Linked DNA regions of Zea mays: region 2 is linked to region 1. A link is a contact called in public Hi-C data. All regions are on one chromosome and are shown on one strand. Each heading gives the region's core, a stretch centred on a gene start, on an enhancer-like site or on the middle of the called end of the contact. The rest is flanking DNA. Distances are from core to core; before and after follow the strand shown.

What was found. A called contact is a pair of places that touch in the nucleus more often than the background predicts.
Region 2: a contact with region 1 is called in a Hi-C map of leaf, with 4 times the contacts expected there. The contact joins the promoter of LOC103630775 here to the promoter of LOC103630771 in region 1. A contact is called at or near these places in 4 of 25 Hi-C or Micro-C datasets (bundle sheath, ear, leaf and 1 more).

What each region holds. Positions count from the first base shown.
Region 1 is chr6:177,563,228-177,570,156 of Zm-B73-REFERENCE-NAM-5.0, forward strand. It overlaps LOC103630771 (GATA transcription factor 15), which reads right to left and starts at 4,708. Exons shown (of 2, transcript XM_008651833.4): 1 at 3,960-4,708; 2 at 3,072-3,614. The coding sequence starts at 4,502. The coding sequence ends at 3,303.
Region 2 is chr6:177,720,532-177,727,724 of Zm-B73-REFERENCE-NAM-5.0, forward strand. It overlaps LOC103630775 (auxin-like 1 protein), which reads left to right and starts at 3,717. Exons shown (of 8, transcript XM_008651838.3): 1 at 3,717-4,314; 2 at 6,439-7,193. The coding sequence starts at 3,881.

The sequences.
Region 1 (6,929 bases), core at 3,458-5,957:
CTCCCTTTTATTCTTAAAACTGATTGTATTTAAACCGTAACTAGTAACTAATCCCTTCTTTCCATCTACAGATCGATATTGGGCCTGTTTGTTTCGGCTTCTGGCAGTTTCTGGCCACCAAAAGCTGCTGCGGACTGCCAAACGCTCAGCTTTTCAGCCAGCTTCTATAAAATTCCTTGGGGCAAAACTCATCCAAAATCAACATAAACACATAATTGGTTGAGTCGTTGTAATAGTAGGAATCTGTCACTTTCTAGATCCTAAGCCCTATGAACAATTTTACCTTTCTCCACACGTAATCGTAATGATACTTAGATTCTCCCCACAGCCAGATTCTCTCCACAGCCAGATTTTCAGAAAAGCTAGTCAGAAAAAAGCTGAACCAAACAGGCCCATTATGGTTCGTAGTCCCGAGATTACGTAGCTTAGCCTTATATGCCAAGGATGTTGAGATATCACACGTTAAGGTAATACTGTTACATATCAGTAACCTTGTCTGGTACAATAAAATGATAATCTTTCTATAACCACCCCTACCTGTGATATAAAAAAAAGGATAAGACGTCCTAAGAGGGTAGATCATCAAATCATAAGTAATAGCACCAACACACAGGACGTAGGGACATTATCTCGCATCGAGAGCCCGAACCCGTCTAAATCTTTGTCTCTCTTCTATATTCACCTTCAAAATTCACTGCTGCTGCAGTATGCAAAGCAAGTATGTGTTATTGCGTGATAGTCCGTCATTTAGTGAGTTGGTTGCTAGAGCTAGGGAGGAGGTACGTTGCGATAGAAATGAGGATGATATCTCATTTGAGAAGGTACTTCATATGTTTTCAAAAGATTCAAATATATGGCAAATGACCTCAGTTTCGTATGAGAACCTATGACATAATAATGTAAGATCAGTGGTTAGGAGTCAATTATAATATTCGTATGCGGCTGTGTGCAATGTGTCTATTGATAACACCCTCACGTTATCCACCAAAATTTGTCGATCTAGCCTCCTATGACCCTCGGATACATGACCATGAGGTGGTTGAGGAAGATATGGTTGTGGTCCTTGATGCTCAATCTGCCCCGAACGAGGTTGGCGGTTCTCGATCTATTCGAGTCGAATGTCACACGAATGATGTCATGGTGATCCTTTATCCAGTAAATGAAGAAGTAAATTTTTCAGTTTTTAGATCTCGGACTTAGCTCTGACTATTTGTCTCAAACGTATCATTATTATGTTTATGATGTCGGAGATATTCTTGATATCGTTGGTGGTCCTCCCATCGGGTAGTGTTAACAAAGCCTCTAATAATGTTTATAAACATAACCGAACTACCATAACAACTTTACTTTTACACCAAAATCAAAATTGATTTAGTCCATATCTTCGTACAAAACTAGCCTTACAAAATACACCTAACTTGGCGTATAAACTATAAAACGGAGGATGTCTTGGTATTGAATGTCTAAGGATCAAATTTGAGATTGAAAAGTTGAATCAATGCATTAGATAAAGTAAAATGGACTGGTGAGAGGGATAAAAGCCTGATCTTGGAGAAGCCTGATCCAGGATAACGAACCCTGATGCCATTGATCTTGACGCCATCGGCCATGCTTAGAATCGAGATTTATGCCACTGAGCTCGACAGCGTGACAATATATCCACAGTAACGTCTCGTGTGATGCTTAATTTATGACGTTTTGCTTTATAATCTTGGCTTCATATATCATCACACTAATTCCTTCTACTCAAAAATAGATTTAGTTATCTAGGTGTTGAAACTTATTATTTTCTTTTAAAAAGCCAAACTACGATAAAATTCGGCCAAGGCGGAGGGATGACGTGTACGCCCGGGGCCCGGTTGCTTTGTGTCTTTCAAGTGTTGGTAACCCAACTATAGAGGTGTGTGCGCTTCTTGTGGTGTACAGTGCTTGCTCGGTGCAGCACGTACGTTCAAGCTCTAGGATCCTTGCGCGTATCACATGCTCTCTCCACATCGCTCATAACTGCGTCCACACCACTGTTTTGCCGTGTTGCATGTTTGTGTTTGGTCGCGGGCGTGCGTTAACTATTCCACTCCAGAGTCCAGAGTAGACTACCTGCTTAACTACTTCAAAAGTCTAATTTCTTTTGAAGCGTAACTATTTATATGATTTTTTTTATAAAAAAGGTCATTATGAATCAGGATTCGGTCTAACAGCTACGCGGTTTTACGAGATGATTCTAGTTTATTGCTCAAAATGTTTCTTGTCTATAAAATTCTGAATCCATATCAAATTTACCTAAATTTTGCTCAATTAGATTTTTTTCATACGGTATTTTCTAATGGATATAAGTGGATACCCTGTTCTGAACCACCCTCGCTGAAAAGTACAATGACTATGTTTCTATAAAATACTTTGACAATCTAATCTTCCGCGCGCATTTAACTGGCTGGCTCAATCTGCAATTTTTTATATCCCCGTCGAACAGTGGGCAACACATGTGTGTATAGTGTGTAGAATAATTTGTTGGATGGTCATATATACTTTATGATATTACGCTGATATTACGCATTGGGTATTTTGTTTGCGCATCAGCCAGTTGGGCTTCTTTTGGGTCTGGCTTCTTCAGTCAGTGGGCCTTATTTCCTGACCGAAGCTGAGACTTGTTTATTGTTTCAAATTCTATCTGTACTCTGTTTTTTTCGTATTTATTATCCACCCTGAAACCTTAGAACGTTTTTAAAATACAAGAGACAACTCTGAGTTTCTAAATAATAAATGCAGTTAAGAGTTGTAAATGCAGTTAAGAGTTGTATGTACCTTCGAGTGAGGTACTTGATTGCTTCCTTGTGACATTTGTTGTTTAAAACTGATGCTTTCTCTTTTTCTTCATTGACAACCTCTATCTTGTTTCTCGCTCTCTCCTATATATTCCTCTCATCTTATAATCCCTCATTGGATCTACCACTGTTCATAGACATCATATTTACTTAAACCTGATAGATTTATAGTGACCGGTGATATCAAATTATCGTGTTTTTTCGTATTCCTTTTAGTTATTTCGGTAAATTTTATTTGGCTACACTGTACCAATACTTTCCGAGCCTGGGCGCGAAAATAAAAGCCGTTTCGGGACACATTTGCGAACCGCCAAGAAAAAAGATAAGTACTGTACTACGGAATAACTAATGGTTAATTGGATAGGTTAAATTTGGAGATAGACAGAATGCATGCGTGCAGACACCAGACAACCGCCCCATCCAGATCCAGCCCCAAAAAGGTTGCAGTTGCACCCCCAGCCGCCCACCCAACACAGAGGATTAGTTGTACTGGAACAAGGTCGTCTGCTCCGGCCAGACCGCAGCGAACGCGGCCGCCTGCGCCTGCGCCGGAGCGACGACGTCGAGCCGCCACGCGAGGAAATTCTGCGGCGCTGCCTCGGCGTCCGCGACGTCACCACCGTCGCACGGGAACGCCGGCCCCTCGCAGCTGCCGTAGTACGCCCTCCCGGCCGCCGCCCCGTACTGCGCCCGCTCCGCGACGTAGGCGCAACCGCCCTGGTCCATGGCTGCCGTCGCCGCCGCGCGCCGTTCCTTCTTCTTGAACCTGATGCCGCAGGCGTTGCACAGGGACTGCATGCATCACAGACAGCAGATACACGCGTCGGTCAGCGCACTCGCTCATGCATGCATGGGGGTATGGGACGGACGGGGAAAACTGCCAGTAGCGTGATGCCAGTGGCATATATGGGAGACCGCGCTGGTTTTTTCAGCTAGTAGCGGGGACGTGGTGGAAAAACGGCCAGTGGCAGACGACAGACACGCACACGACACTGGCTCGTGCCGTGCGACCTATCGCAATGGTGCTCAGGAGGCAGGGGCAATGGCTAATGAAAACTGCGACGATGGTAGATACTGCTAAACCCTTGTTCGAGCGTCATTTGGGAAGACGACGACATGCGAGGCGAGGAAACGAACCTTGGGCCCGCAAGGTCCGTTCCTCCACAGCGGCGTGGACGAGGTGCCGCAGTTCGCGCAGCGGCGGTCCACGAGCAAGGGGTCCTGCCCGGCGCACGGCATGACGGCGCTCTTGTTCACAACGACAGAGGGCCTGCTGCTGCTGCTGCTGCCCTGGCGGCGGCGGCAGCAGCAGCAGGACTGGTCAGCGGCGGCGGCGACGTCCCACGGCATGGTTCCGCAAGACGACGCCGGCAACGGGCGCTGCTTGGGCGCGGCGAGGCGCGACGAGGGCGTGCCGAGCGAGAGCGTGCAGTCGACGGAGCCCGTGGAGGAGGAGGACGGGGATGGAGGGGTGGCGATGACGGCGCTGTTGCTGTCGTCGTCGTCGAACCAGTCCGCCGGCGCGTATTGATGAGCCTTGGTGCTGCAGGGCAGCGGGGAGAAGAGCGAGAAGGTGGTGGACGGCATGGTGGCGGGGGCGAGGGCAGTGGCCGGGATGCTCTGGCGATGGCGATGGCGCTGGTGCTGCTGCTGGGTGGTGGTGTTGCAGTGGCGGAGCATGGTCCGCAGTGCTGGGTTTTAAAGCGAGGCGGCGGCGCCGAGGAGGAGAGAAGATCCGGAACTGAACTTCGGTGCGAGGATGTGGACGGCAGCGGTGCAGAGGTAGCTAGGATTTATAGGATCAGATTCACTGTGTAGAGGTGGATCTGCTCGGCTCGTTGATGCCAGTGCCAATGCTGGGAAACACAGAGCAAATACTACTACTGCTTTGATTTTTTTTCTTTTTGGCTTTGAATACTGCGAGCGGCTGCTGCCACCTCGATTCGGTTTTACGTTGCTTTGCATTTTTGCGTGCCCTACAGTGAAGTAGGAGTACCGTGGGAGGGGTAGCTGGGAGGAGGAAGAAAGGAAAAAAAAGGATATGGCAATATGACATGCAGCAACCAATGAGTACACCGCTGAAGATGAAGCGAGGGCGCGCGCTGTGGTCAGGTCAGTCAGGCTCGACGCGACGAGCTGGCCTGGCAGACTGGTCGAAGCAGACCGGCGGCAGGCAGCACGGCGCACTGTTCACCCTATCTATCCAAGCAGTGCTTGTGCCAGGCAGGCAGCAACAATCCGTAGGGAGAATCAATGGAGCAGGGGCGGCAGCAGCATACAGGCAGGCTAGCTGGCGTCTCATCAGGCGTACCAGCATGGGAGAGAGAGAGACGAGAACGAGACCCACCAGAAAAGAGGGGAGAAGAGAGGAGAATCGGGAGAAGACGGCAGACGGAGGAGGACGCCGGCCGGCCGGTGTCCTTGGACCTGGCAACGATAACGATCGAGCGAGCCAGGGCCATGCAGGCGCGTCATATAGCAATGACGAGCGACTTGTTCCGGCCCGGGCCTTTTACGTCACACAACAAGACCGGAGATCAAGAGAAAGAAAGAAAGAAAGGGCCTGGCGCCATGGCTGGTATGGTATCCATCGCAGACCTACCTAGCATAGCGCCATAGCCTTGCCAGGCACAGGCGTCTCGTCTCTGCCCTGAGGTCTGAACCACCACGTCTCGTACGGGCCTGCACCTGCTGGGCGTACCAGCATCAGCGTATGCCACCCCATCCCTCCGCCTCGCGTCACCGGCCGCTGACACACGGGCCGAGCCGCGCGACGCATCGGCGGCGAGCCGGAGGCCGGAGGCCGGAGCCCCGGGCCGGGCGGTCAAAAGCCGGGGCCGACGCATGTGACCCGTGGAACAGTCTCCCATGCGCGCGTATATACGTACGTACTCCTACTACTCTACGCATCGGCTCACCCGCCCCGCGTGCGCGGATCGCGATGCTGCCGCAGCCCGGTGGCGAATGCGCTGTTGCCGTGCCACCGGGATCCGTACCCGCGCGCCAGCGTTGGCCCCACCCGGCCTCCTGTCGCATCATCGAGGCCCACCGCGCAGCCGAGGCCGGACCCGGAGCCGGAGGCCCCCCCCGCGCGCGTGCCCCAGCCACACGGCCGCCGGCCGTGCCGGGCCGGTTGCTGCAGGCTGCACTGCTCTGCCACCGCCGGGACGGAACGCCACGGATGCTCACCGCCCACCAGGCCACCGCCGGGGCCGGGGCCGTACGTACGCGGCGGCTGACGGGGCCGGGGGGGCGTTTACGGCAGCGCGGCTGGTACGGCCGGCCAGGCAACGTCATGGTCCCATAGACGCGTACGTGCGTGTCGCGCCGCCGTGCGTGCGGGCGGCGGCGGCGAGCGAGCGAGCGAGGTACGTTGGGCTTTATGGCCCCCTCGTCCTCCGCACTGCGCGCGGCCGTCCGGTACCGGCCCCGGTGACCGCACACTAGCGAGCGCCCTTGCCGCTGGCAGCAGCCAACCATCCGTACCCGACGGATCAATGGAATGCGACTGCGCGCGTGCTCGCCGCCCGGTCCGGAGCCCGGACGGAAACCAGCACGGCGCACCGGCCGCCCGGCCGGGGGTACGGTACGGACACGGTACACACCCATGACATGTCGCGGCTGAGTGGCGTACGAGTACGGGCCGTGTGATTCTCCAAGACGATGCTGTACGTCGTCACCGGCCGGTCGCGTCGCGGATGCCGATGCGTGCGTTCGATCCGTACAACGTAGTAGTAGCTGCCGCCACGTGGATTTTGGTTGTAGAGCTAGCAGTAGCAGTGCGTCACTTTGAGTGGGAGGGCAAATTAAAATTACCTTTCCCCGCCGAAGTGAATTGTTGGTTTAAGAAATGGAACGTTCTTGTAACAATTCACGCCTAGCTTGCTAACAAATGTAGGCATGGTGGTTCTGACAGTATCTAGAGCAGTCTCTCAACAGGACTCCTCGTCCATGTAGAGAGGAGTTGCACATTCTAACTGCCACCGTTTGACCATCCTTTTATTTCGCTCGCGGTATCTACTGCCAATCGCCATCTTCGCGGTTTGTGTCAAGAACTAGTAGCTGTTTTTTTTATAAAAAAAAAATCAAAGAGTTGTAGCGTGATAA
Region 2 (7,193 bases), core at 2,467-4,966, 160 kb after region 1:
CCATCCTGTATGTTAAGTTGTTAACCCTTCTTTTTTATTATTATTTTGAGCACAGGAAAGTTACTTTCATATAAAACATTTTAAATTCAGAACGAGGCGGGGTGGGGGCTGGGACATATGCATTCAAGAATTAGTACGGGGGCATTGTAATTTGATGCGGCTTACTTGGTGGCACAGGTTGTTTTGTTCAAAAATAGTTGTCGTTTTTGTTTTTTTAGGATTCATTAATTCTTAGATTTGATCAAATATGTGAAAAATATAGGTACACCTGCTATAAATCTAGCTAAATTAGAAGAAAAAAATGTTTGACTAAAATAAATTACTGGTAACTATTTTAGAACCGAGAAACCAACAATATTGATTACCTGAATGCATCTTTAAGGGAGTGTGTTTGGTTACTTTAATCACTCTCCTAAATTTTAGGGATTAAATTTTAGTTCTTAAAAATTCTATTTGAAAGACTTATTTTAGTCATCCCTTTAATATTTTAGAGACTAAACTAAAGTTTAAGAGGTGAGAATCAAACGCCCTATTAGGGCTTGTTTGTTTGCTCTCATAGATCGTAGGGTATTTGTGAGGATTTAATCCCATTTATTCATTCTTGAATAGGGTTTTGGATTAAATTTGCTTCAATCCCCTTTAACCCCTTCAAAACCAAACAAGGCCTTAGTCGTGTGTCAGTTGATTGTTTGGAGAATGGACATGCGATTGAAGGCAACCAGGACCAGGCACACATGCCTGCAGATTTTTGTTCACAGATGGACACAAGTTGCCGCTAGCTAGATCTTCTCCGCCACTCCACGCAGTGTGACACGCACAAGAAGCCCACAGCATATATGCATGCATGGAGCAGTGGTTAGTAGAGACAAGGCAACGGTTGTTGTGTGAGCTTGTTCGTAGTGTTGTAGCCCCACAGCTAGATCAAGACGAGAGAGAGAGAGAGAGAGAGAGAGAGAGAGAGAGGTCGCGAACATCTGGCTCCATTCCACCCGTTTGTTACCTGGAGAGATTGAGAATGAATGAAGAAGAATGGGCTGGTCCAACACGCCCCATCGCAACAATAATTGGACTGATGACCGGAGTAATCACGTAGGCACGTCCAACAAGAGCAAAGACGAAACAGATCCCATTGATTAGAAGCCAGAAGCCAGACAACCAGTCAGAGCTGAAGCCAGAGAAACCCCCCTCCGGTGATAAAGCATTTGTTTTTCAGTTCCTGAGCCTGAACTGAATCCCTGTAAAATATTGACCCAACAGCAACAGCCATGGGCTGATGAGCAGCTGCAGACCAAGGACAAGGAGTATCCGAGACCGAGACCAGACTTGGCGGCTCACGGATTTTCTAATCGCAGATGCTCGAATTGGGAACCAGACCACCCAAACACCAAGCCTCCGCAGGGACAGCGACGCGAGTGCAGCCAGCACGACGCATGGTCCATGGAAATGCTAAAGAAATATCAGCAACTAGCAGACCGAGCAACTGGTGCTGACCATATGAACCTGGCCTGTCGTCGTCGTCGACGTCGTTGCCGGCGGGGGGCCATGCAGCAAATGAGCGTCGCTGTCCAGCCCATAAGTCCCGTGACTGCGACTACGACTGTTTGAGGCCATTAAATTCTGAAAGCAAGGGTTGGGTCGGATTGGACGAGTAACAGATAAAGACGCCGCCATTAGGCCCCTTCTCTCTCAGCAGAGCCTAATCAAGCAGTCAGGCAGAGCAGTGCAGTGCGCTGTCGTCGTCTGCCATGCGCGTGGAGACGAGACGAGGAAGCCGTTACTGCTAGCTCTGCTTGCTGGTGTATTGGATTGGAGGAGCGTACGTACGTACGTACGGGACGGAGTAGGCTGGGAGGAAGAGGAACTAATGATGGGGAATGGAGGGACGCCGAAAGAAAGAAAAAAAAAAGAAAGAAAGAACGAAAGAAAGAAAGAAAGAAGGGCAATGATTCGTGCCGAGGGAGGGAACACGCGGAGGACGCCGGAATGAGGCCGTCCACTCGCCGTGTTCGCCGCCCACAATCCATTCCCCATGCAGCAAAAGCGGGGGGACTCTCATGATGCAGACGATGCAGTTCGTCGTCCAGGGCTGCCGCGGACGTGGGTGATTTCGTTTCACTGGGAATGAGGGGCATGGCAATGCCAAGGGAAGCAGAGACCAGCGACCACACTGATGGCTGCCCCTGCCTGGCCGCCCACGTACATCTATCGATCTGCCTGTACATGCCAGAGCCAGCGCGCGTGCTCGGCAGGCTCCCGGCGACCATCCAACACGCCCTGGATCGTCCCTCCTTGCCCGAGCCGTTTCTTTCTTTCTTTCTTTCTTTCTTTCTTTCTTTCTTTCTTTCTTTCTTTCTTTCTTTCTTTCTTTCTTTCTTTCTTTCTTTCTTTCTTTCTTTCTTTCACTGTCAGTGAGTCTGCCATGTCTCGCACGCGCAAGGGCGCAAACAAGGTTCATTAGCGTGCAAGTAACCTCGCGCCCGTCCCGTCTATCTAATGTCGTCCAAACCATGATGAGACGCACGGATTAGTGTCTGTCATTCTCATCCGAGAGCCGAGAGCGTGCTGCTGACAGACAGAACCGTTGGGGGGCTTTTACTCCTATCTGCAGTGCGTCCAAGGACTACGCGCGTGCCTCTCGCTCTCGTCCGTGTCCGAATGTCAGCTACTCAACGACCACGAAACAGACGCCGTGCCTGACTGCGAACAAACCACAAGCACGCGTGCCAGTTCCCCTCGGCTCGCTCGATCGACCGCTCATGGCCATGAATTGGAGCTGCCGTGATCGGGACGTGGGGCATGGCGACGCCGGGAAGGACATCTGCTGGAACAGGGAGCGCGCGGGCGTCGCTGTCCACGCGCCGAGGCTTCAGGCTGAGGCTGAGTCGCTGAGACACTCCGGGTGTCAATGCGTGTGTCCATGGTCGGCCGATGTCTCTGACGGCAGGCACGGCAGCGCCACCGTGTACGCCGTGCAGGTGGAGGAGCACTGTGAGCTCCGTCCACTTCCACGGGCCACGGGGACTTGTCCTGCTCTCGGCGTGAGGACCTCCAAATCACACGTAGGATGAGCCCTTTGGAGGAACTTGAGAGAACACGATCCTGTTTCCAGCAGCTCTCCTAAAACACGATCCAGGAGACAGAAACCAGTTTCCTAGAAATCATGGTGCTTTCAAACTTTCCTTAGTGTGCTAGCAGATTTCATTTGATCAGTAATTTGCTTATCTAGTAGTGGGTTTTCTGCAGGAGCTTGCGACAAAGCCTAGGCACGGTGAAAAAAACACGAAGCCGCCGCCGTCTTTCGTCCAATTCCAATCCAACGGCCAACGCCCGAAGGCTTCGCGCGCCCGCCGTAGCTGGCATCAGGCAGGAAGCGACAGGGATAGGGACCCGCGCCAACGCGGTTCCGCCCGCGTCCTCCTCCCCTGGGACGGCCGGATGGGACGGGACGGAATGGGAGCGAGACAACGCTTTTCCGCGCGGCCGCAACGCAAAAAAACAGCCAACGCCACCGAGGGCCGCAGCCCTTCCACACCGCGGGCCGTGGTGCCCATGCCAATTTGCCATGGTCCCCACACACAAGGACGGGGCGACCCAGGCGCGGCAGTTTTTTTAATGGTAAAACACGGACGGACACCGTCCCAAACACCGCAACTCCCGAGTAAAGCCCTGCCCGCCTGCCTGCTCGCCCCTGTCCCTGCGCTTGGCCTCCGCTTCGCCTCCCACAGTCCCACTCCCCCAACCTCGCTCTCGCCTCCCCTCCCGCTCCCCCCTCCATTCCTCTCCTCCTTCGCCCCCCCAAAACCCTGTGCACAGAGGGTGGACCAGGGTGTAGGGAGCGGGGCGGTGAGAAAGCCCTAGCGCGCTCGCGCGTGGCGCGGCCATGGACGCGGCGCGTAGGGAGAGGAGGCACCACCGGAAGGCAGCGGCGGCGGGAGCGGTGGGCGTTGGTGGCGTGGGAGGAGGAGGAGCGGCGGCGGCGCGGGCGGCGTACGGGGACGTGTTCGGCGGCCCGCCGCGCTTCGCAGCGCCGTTCGGGGCCGCGCCGCTGGACTACGCCGAGGTGTTCGGCGGCGTCGCGGCGACCTGCTCCATCCCGTACCTAGACCTGCCGCCCGCGCCTTCGCTCGCCGCCGCCGAGGGCTTCTTCGCCTGCCGCGGGAAGGGGGACTACGGGGAGATCTTCGGCCGCTTCGACTTCGCCGACTTTGCGCTGCCGTACGAGGACCTCTTCGGCGAGCCGCAGCCGGAGCCCGTTCCCGACGCCGCAGGGGAGACGGACCCGGAGATCGCCTCGTCCAGCGGGAGCTCCACCAGGTCTGCGCTGTGCTGCACGCCCTCCCTCCCGCCCTCTGACCCTCTCCGACAGTCGTCGCCTGCCTCTCTCCCTCTATGTGTGTCAGTGTGTGTGTGTTTCCGGCTGGGTGAACAGCGCGGGCGGCCCTTACTGCTTCCCCGGTCTGCGCGTTCTTCGTTTGCAGACGTTGATTCGGAAAACGGCGATGAGTGGGGTTCACGATTTGCTTCCTCCATTCGGAAATGCGACCGTGTCACGTCCTAGTCTGTTGGTGGGATGATTGGTTAGGTGGGTGAGAGGGGGGATTTGCGGGCTTTTAACATTGCACATCTACCGTTCTTCTCGTTGTAAAGGTGCCTCTTCCGATCCTCCTTTTTACGCCGCTTTGCTCTGCGTCCAGAGTGGTGTTAGCGTCGGAGAAGCTGTTTATGCAGCATTAAGCGTTACTGGGACAGTTTTCCATTTTCTGGTTCGTAAAGGTGTCTCCCTTCTTTGAGAGAGAAAAGCAGAGCCTTTTCTACTCACTCATTATTCGGCTCAGCGTGAAATGGTGTCACCAGGTGGTGCTGGTATTGCCATTTGCCCCCTCCCCCCCTTTGTGCTTCTATGGCATTTGAGGGTCTCTACTAAGGATTCGCTGTTTGCGGGCTTTTGTTTATTTTTTCATGTGAATATATATTGTTCGAATTAAGATTTATGTGTAATGTTGTAATCACATCGTGGAGATCCTCATACGGCGGACATTACAACCACTGTCTATTTCCATGGATTTAAAAAAGTTGAGCATTGAAGAAGAGTTGGATGACTTGATAACAAGTATTCAACATTTGCCGTGGACGAAATTCATAGGATTGGTACGGTTTTCCTTGAGCAAGCTTGGTACAGATAAAATAATCTTTAATGCTTTTTAAAATCAAGCATGATGTTGACTTTGGTGATGGAAGCTCATATATTGTATGTTCTTCTATGGTTAGTGGCACGCACAGAAATGGACATCCCTTGATTTGTGTTTTTCGCCCATGTGAACAGTTTTCCTGTCTCATTCAGTTGTAACCAATCTTCCCTAATAGATTCCATGTAGCCATTGGCGAAGATTTTTTTAATCATAGGCCCACCACACCTTATAGCACCAAATGAGTTGGTGTCCTCCATCATTTGGTGAAAGATCTACCAGTGACTGTAGTAGAACTGTAGAAGCAAGGAACTAGAAATTCCTGCTTCCTCCTGATGAAGAAGCCGGTGCCAGTGCCACACAACAATCGGAACATGTGGATCTGAAGAGGACGTGGTAGTTGGGTAAACCAGACAGGTCAGTGCAGGAGGTGGACAAATCATGGCCGGTTGATGTGTTGTACTGCTAGGGAATGGGTGCATTAAACATGGGTGCACTATGACCTTGCTGGCCAACAAGCTACATTTGATAAGCTGGTGAGGCTAGCTGGCCATTGACATTCAAGGAGAATGAGGCCCTGTTTGTTTCCTTTCTGGATTGTATAATCCAGCTTATGGATTATATGTATAACTAATATAAGCACCTATTGACCTGCTTATGGATTATTATAATCTAGGCATCTAGATTACATAACCCACCCAATAATCTGTGTTGTTTGTTTAACTCTCAACTTATTTAAGCTGGATTATATAATCTAGAGAATAAACAAAAGGGCCTGAAAACCACCATGGGAGGTGAGATAGGAGACATGAACGGGGTCAATTTCCTTGTCCATAATGAGTAGAGGCGTTACTTGGTGGGATGGGGTGTTGTAACGTATGTACATCTTGTAGTGTTGTGTGCTGCAGCATTCATTTAATCATTCTGAAAGGATGCTGATAAAGGTCGTGAGTGATGTCAATATGCTATATTTGTAATATCTACTGCCAGTAATTGCCATCAAATATTTGCATTTATTGTCTTATGAAGCGCATCTAAGTGAAAATACCATGCAGCAAAATGCGATTCCAGCAAAAACAGTCAATTTTGATTTTACAATCTGCATTATGTTTATCAGCATCATGATTAGTGTAACACGATTGTTCTGCTTTTTTTATTCATGTTTGTCCCCCCTTGAAACTGCTTTGGCAGTTAAAAGTGTGTGTGTTTACTATCTGTGAGATGGTTTACCATTATTTTTTTGTATTAACAGATCATCGTTTAGAAAAGAATCCAGCCAGCTGGAGGATGAGCCTTCTATACTTCCTCAACACTATCAAAATCTGGATCATCATCAGCATTTTAAAGACCATAAGTTTTCTCCAATATCCTTCTCTACAGACACAGAAAGTCCGCAGTTTGTGATGTCATATAACAAGACTGCTGAGAGGAGACCTGATGATCTAATTGAGATGATGACCTGCACAGTTAAACCTTCGGTGGACTTTGTGATTGATTCTCGCAATTCATTACATGGTCCAGCAACCAATCATGTTTCAAGAATTGATTATGGAACAATGGCCAATGATGATAGTAATAAGAAACCAAGCCCTGCTAACACGAGTGTGCAGAGTGCTGAGAGTGATTTTGCAGTTGATCAGAAGCAGCAAAGTCAATCATGGACACCTATTTCTGGAAGTATATCTGCAAACGAAAATCACAAGAACTCTGATAGTCATTCAACACGTAGTACTGTAACGCCTCCTGATTATGCATTTCTTCAGGTATCTGACAGTGATACACAGACACAATCAATCAAAGTACAACAACCATTGAAGCAACAACCTAAACTGCTCAACAAGAAAGAGAGTGCAGCTAAAGAAGACGTCAGGATTGTAGACGACAATTGCTCTCCAACTTCTGCACATATCACTTCAAGTAGCAACATGTCTCACACTGACAAGAAAGTTGATGCCAATCCAACTTCTGCATCAGCAGCTATGAAGGAGGCAATGAATTTTGCTGAAG